Linked DNA regions of Zea mays: region 1 is linked to region 2. The links are chromatin contacts, called in public Hi-C maps. All regions are on one chromosome and are shown on one strand. Each heading gives the region's core, a stretch centred on a gene start, on an enhancer-like site or on the middle of the called end of the contact. The rest is flanking DNA. Distances are from core to core; before and after follow the strand shown.

Region 1 (3,305 bases), core at 671-3,170, 42 kb after region 2:
TACATGTTCCTTATATAGAGATGTGAGACCCCTCAGGGACAAAGCAGGTATTTGTCCACATAACCCTAACCAGGGTTACTTAACAGTTTTTACCTTGGTTTTGATTTGCATCCGCGCGTGCCTGCACAAGGACGCTGTAGCCTGTAGCCGGCCGGCGCCACCACTCGCCACCCTGTGGCGCCAAGCCGAGTAGGACGGCGACCGGTCGATCCACCGAACCGAGCGAACCAACCACATGCGAAGCGAAGTCGCCGGCGAAAGGTCTGAAGCGATGGGCGCGGATATTTAGGGGGTGTTTGGTTACACCCCGCTAAAATTTAGCCCCTGTCCTATCGAATGTTTGAACCTCCGTTCCGGGTATTAAATATAGTCGGATTATAAAACTAATTTGTCAGCCGAAGATTAAAAGACGAGACGAATTTAGTCCAGTTGGTTGGGTCTATATTTCATACTCCTATTTAAAAGTCAAACGCTTGATGTGACCCGGGCTAAACTTTAGCAGGAGCAACCAAACACCCCCTTACTTGGACCCGCGCTGGCTTTATCCAACTAGGATGAGGAAGAAGGACCGGAAAAAGAGGGAGCAGGAACCACGATCCGACGCCTAATAATAAAGCCGGCCAGAATCGGGTGGGGTCGCTTTATTCGGTCCGGCGGCCCACCGCCAAAAAGATGCAGAGCAACCAACTTGGCGCAGAAGTTAAGACTGTCTATAACAACGTCCTCTATATAAATCTTCTGTATCCGTTCTTTACAGTCTTCTCTAAAATATTTTATCTCCTATATCTACTTTCTCTCCAATAACGTACTCTAAATCACGTCCTCTATATGTAAATACCTATATTAAAGACATTTTTTTATTTTTTATTTTTTGTACATACATATTTGTCATACTCTCAAATGTATTGTACGTATTTAGTTTTACTAAATCGGTTGTTTAAAGTATTCAAATAGATAGAGAACTATTTAGAGAAACTCTATATATAGAGGATCCAGCAGCGTCCTCTAAATTTAGAGAACCGTTTAGAAGATGTTGCGGGAGGGAGTAGAGGACGTCCTCGTCATCTAAATTTAGAGTACAGAATCCTTTAGAGCTCCTTGTCGGAGCTAGTAACGCCTGTCGTTCCTTCATCCTTTTTCTTTCGGATCCTCCGGAAGTCCATCAAAAGGTTCAAAACCACCCAAAAGCCAGGGGCCTCCGCGGGAGCGTGCCATGTTGGGAATAGTCCCACATTGTCTGGTGAGAATGGAAAAGCATGGTTTATATGGTTGAGGGTGCAACCCCTATAAGGCTAGCTTTTTGGGGGGAGTGTTGGCCCAAGAGACCTAAAGCCCGCTGCTATACGTGCGGGCGCGTGTGTCGCGGCCCGACAGCCTGGGTAGGCGCGCCGTGTGTGCGGGCGGCCCCGACGGACACGCCGTGTGTCGGCGGTCCGGTTCCAACAATTGGTATCGGAGCCAGGTTGGCCCAGTGGATTCTCAGACAAATCTTGGCTCACAATGTGTGAGGGGGAGATTGTTGGGAATAGTCCCACATTGTCTGGTGAGAATGGAAAAGCATGGTTTATATGGTTGAGGGTGCAACCCCTATAAGGCTAGCTTTTTGGGGGGAGTGTTGGCCCAAGAGACCTAAAGCCCGCTGCTATACGTGCGGGCGCGTGTGTCGCGGCCCGACAGCCTGGGTAGGCGCGCCGTGTGTGCGGGCGGCCCCGACGGACACGCCATGTGTCGGCGGTCCGGTTCCAACATGCCACCCTGACAGAATCCACTTCGGGCATACAGATTCCAGAGGCCTATTATTCGTGCGCTGGTGCTCCCGCAACCATGGGCGGCCGGCTTTCGTCCGCAACAGAGCTGGCCACTGAGCGCGGTGGATTCCGAGCCGCCGCAATCATGGACGCGCGTCGAGATCCCTTCCCTGTACGTCTGCAGGTGCAAAGGACATCCATGGCTCCATCCACCTCATGGCAGACACACACGGATTGCGGTATACAGGGAAAAGAATAATCATGGAGGGTTGAAAGCGTAGCCAGGGCACCAGTGTTTTGCGCATATGCACCACCACATGCATGCTCCGCTCCGCCGCTGGAGATGACCTAAATACATTCTTGGAACCATTCTGAGATGGCTGTTTGCCTGTTTCCTGGGACAACAACAAAAAAAAAAAAAAAACCATGAGCGCAGTCGCAGTGGCATCAGCTCACCTTCTTCCATAGCTGCGGTCTACGGTAGAGGTGGATTGGAGGAGGGGATTATACCCGATTGTCTGCAGTAGGCTCATGTTGAAGAGTACAAAATGCTTATTGATCTAAAGGCTACTCTTGACAAGAGTAATCTGACCGTCTAAGGGCTTGTTCGGCTACACCAATCTAGAGAGGGATTGGAGAGGTTTAAATCCCCGCCTAGTCATTTTTGACTAGGAGAGGATTTAATCCCCTCTGGATTAGTGTAACCGAACATGCCCTAAAGGCTTGTTCGGTTAGGAGTAGATTGAGGAGGATTGGAGGGAGTTAAATCTCTTCCTAGTCAAAATTGAATAGAAAGGGATTTAATCCCCCTCAATCTCCTCCGCTTTGGATGAAATCGAACATGCCCTAAGGACTTGTTCGTCTGGATCGAAATTTAACGAGAGGGATTGAAGAGGATTAAATCTTCTTATATTTAATTTTGACTATGGAGGGATTTTATCTCCTCCAATCCCCTTCGATCCGATGCATCCGAACTGACCCTAATGCTTGTTCGGTTAGAGCACATTTGGTGACCAGGAAAATAAAGAGAGAAATATCTCTATTCTAAAATTGAATACCAAAGGAATTCTTCCCCATAGGTCTCTTTTATTTCATTGATCACCAAATCAGCCCTTAGAGGTGGATTGAGTGGGATTAGAGGGGATTAAACCCCCTCCTATTCAAAATGAGCCTGCTGCTCTTGGCAAGATCAATAAGCATTTTGTACTCTTCAACAAGAGCCTGCTGCAGACAATCAAGTTTTTAGGATAAATAGAACATCGTGAACATAAGGCAAACAAACGAGCTGCTGTATAAATTCATAACTAGTAATTTCATATTTCCGCTTGAGATATATCAGAATAGAATCACCTCATGATCTTGCTTACTACCGCGCCCATCCTCATCTTGATTGTGTCCTGTGCTACTCTCCTTTTAGTATGCTCCATTTATTACACCAGCCATCAGCCAAATGTCATCAATCATGCAAAAGCTGCCAAGCAAACACAATAGCAAACTAACACCCTAGAGTCGTCAAATATTCAACCAGTGGATAAGAGTGTTATATACTACATCTAT
Region 2 (2,988 bases), core at 176-2,675:
ACGATATTATAGTAAAAGTTAATAATAATAATTATTATTTTTAAAAACTGAGATGTTCAAACAAACTTTAGATTAAAAATCAAACAAATTATGAATTGAAATGGAGGAAGTTCCTCATATAACTAACTAGTTTATTAACAAACCAAAATACCTTATTAAGAAACATATGCATTACTCTTAGATGGTGTTTGGTTCAATGCATTACACTTAGGTGGTGTTTGGTTCACCGAAATGTAACACAAACGGATTACAAGGGTAATGAGACCGATACTATTGTTTGGTTGACCTCTTTCCAGTAGTACCAGGTACTACTATGCAATCTAATTACATCAAGTAACCATTACCGCCGGCAAGGGATCCCGTTACCATTTCGGTAACAACACGTGAATCGAAACAACACCTTAGAGCATCTCCAACGGTTCTCAATGGACACTCTCAAAACAATAATTTAGAGGCAAAGGTAAAAAGCACAGTCCAACAACTCCTAATATGTGCTCTAAATTTATTCGGTGCCTCAAAACCAGAGCCTCGTGGTACAGATTTAGAGTCGAGCCAGCGCCAACCCTATGATTGATTTTGTATTGGGACATTTTTAAGGAGCTGTTGGAGTTGGATATGTTTTTTGGGGGCATTTAGACTTTTGGGATGAGCCCAATATATAGACATTAGACATTGGATAATGGGTATAGATTATTAGGTGTTGGTGATGCTCTTAGGTGTTGTTTGGTTCACGAAATTTAACCTAAATGGCAGCGACAATGATTCACACTTTAGTACCAGCAGTAATAAGTTTGAATAAGCCGATATCAATTTCTAGTGTGGTATATAACTACAGTTAGACTTAAACAAACATGATTTAACATTATCAGTTAAACATCACGTTACAGATATATGAACCAAACAACACCTTAGAAGCTGTTTGATTCACATAATTGTAACATGATGGATAATAGATAACGTTAAAACATGTTTGTTTAAGTCCAACGTAATTAGATACTACACTAAAAATAGATACTTGACTATTCAAACTTGTTATCACTGTCACTTGAGTGCGAATCGTTATCATTGTCATTTACGTTACAGTTCCTGAAACAAATGACACTTTAGTTTTAGTCCGCTACTTTTATATCACTCTCACTCTCAGTTATAGGCTTCACCCGTATATTTTATTCTTTTCATCCAAATAGGAACACGCACAGTTTTTGGTGCCAATATATGTTTTTTTGTCTAATAATGACGAGTCCGCTTTAACAAGGAGTCAACCGAAGGCACCGTTAAACCAGGGGGCTCAAAGAAGATCTCGCTATGACGAGTCCGCTTTAACAAGTCGAACATAGGCAGGGCCCACCTGCAGCAGCATAGAGTCCGAACTCGATCCTTGGCCCGCCCACGCCTATATAAGGGACACCAGCGGACATGGACGGCTACGCACGCAGAGCGAACCCACGGCCACGGGGGGTCTGTAAAATCCGTAGGCGATTGAGCGAGCAAAAGAATCTGCCCTCTCCCCTTCCCTTTCTACAGGCGCTGTCCCGCAAGCGGCGCATCGCAGGAGGCGGTGAACTGGTGGCGAGGCGAGAGGTACACAGACACCCGGGCCCTGCCCTGTTCCGTTCCTCTTGCAGTCTTGCTTTATTTTCTTGTCCCCCTCTCTCTCTCTCTGGCTTAGCTTAGCGCGGCAGTACTAGCCTTTGCTTCAGTTTGGATCTTTCGGTAATAAAATTGCGGCGGCAATCACAGCTGCGGGGGAAAATAAAATTGGGTGATAAACGCGGGCACCCATTACGTATCCATATATATACTCATGCCATGTGTCTGTACACAATCATCATCTAATCTAACGGCGGACTCGTCGGTGAACTGCTGCTGTATGGATTAAAAGGGTTGAAACTTGAGCGGAGCCCGCATGATGGGAAATCGTTAGGGTAATAATAAGGGCCACCGCCCGTAACCGTAACAGTAAAGTAAAGGCAGGGTAGGAGGAGTAGAGCAAGGCACTGTTTGTTTTCTGGAGGGGATGTTAAACTATCGAGCTGCTGCTTCGGATGCATCGGCCGGGGTTTCGAGTAAATTGGAGAAAGAAGCGACTTTTTTCTCCCTTTCAGTCTGGGGGTTCGAGCTTCTCGCCGCTGTGAAGACACAAGGGTGGTTATCTCATCTTATCGCCGTCGTTGGCTAAATTCCCTTCACATCTACAGTGTTTTCTTGTCTGGGGGGTGAGACGAGGGATCGTCGGATTTGAGTTGAGTCGGAGCTCACTGGGATTGGGATTGGTAATGCAGGGGATCTGGTATCGCTCCGTCTTCTGCTGGGAGCGGTTCGTTCGGATCGCATGCGCCTCTGGTGTTGATCGGCATGACCTTTGAGAACTTTATTTTGCCTTCCGCCGTTCCTCTCGTCCTGCTCCGGTTGCCTGTTGGTTTATTCCCTAGGCGACGGAATGCTGCACCTTCTTCGGGTTTGCTTTCCTGTTCGGAAGAAACCCCAAAGCTCCCTTCACTTCTTGGGTTGAAACGGAGGGCCCCAGACGGATGCCTTCGCTCTAGAAATAAATAAATAAATATATCCCGGACAGAGAAGTACACCTGCTCTTATTAGTTTCCTCCTCGGATCAACTAACGGGTTTCGTTTTGCCTCTGCAAGTTGATGGATGAGAGGAGAGACACCTGTCCCTCCCCTCTTTCCCTTGTCCGGTCCGGTTCCTCATGTGCCCCCATTCCTAACCCAATCACCCTTCAGTTCAGTCAAGTCTTCATAGGTGTGATTTGTGAAATCCATCTGAGAAGTCCATGTCCATCTGAAAACTCTATGAGCTGTTCCGGAAGCTGTTTCAGTCAGCTGTTGTCACAATGTACTATGTGTGCCCCCACTTCTTTCCAAACTGGAACAGGAGAGCAGCCCAGGAAAATGGAATTAAAATGCAAAGTAGGGCCCCCCCACACGGCCACACCAATGGGCATGCATCGATCTAGAATTTTCTTGGAAGGC

The links. A called contact is a pair of places that touch in the nucleus more often than the background predicts.
Region 1: a contact with region 2 is called in a Hi-C map of ear, with 2.2 times the contacts expected there. The contact joins the enhancer-like site here to the promoter of LOC100278127 in region 2. A contact is called at or near these places in 5 of 25 Hi-C or Micro-C datasets (bundle sheath, ear and leaf).

What each region holds. Positions count from the first base shown.
Region 1 is chr10:133,651,126-133,654,430 of Zm-B73-REFERENCE-NAM-5.0, forward strand. No RefSeq gene overlaps it. Among protein-coding and RNA genes, the nearest start is that of LOC103641852, 15 kb to the right of the region's middle. Within about 2 kb of position 1,921, at least 7 of the 20 cell types and tissues checked have an H3K27ac peak or open chromatin away from gene starts, as enhancers often do. A contact at or near this core is called in ear, where this site is marked.
Region 2 is chr10:133,610,073-133,613,060 of Zm-B73-REFERENCE-NAM-5.0, forward strand. LOC100278127 reads left to right here and starts at 1,426. Exons shown (of 3, transcript NM_001151505.2): 1 at 1,426-1,581.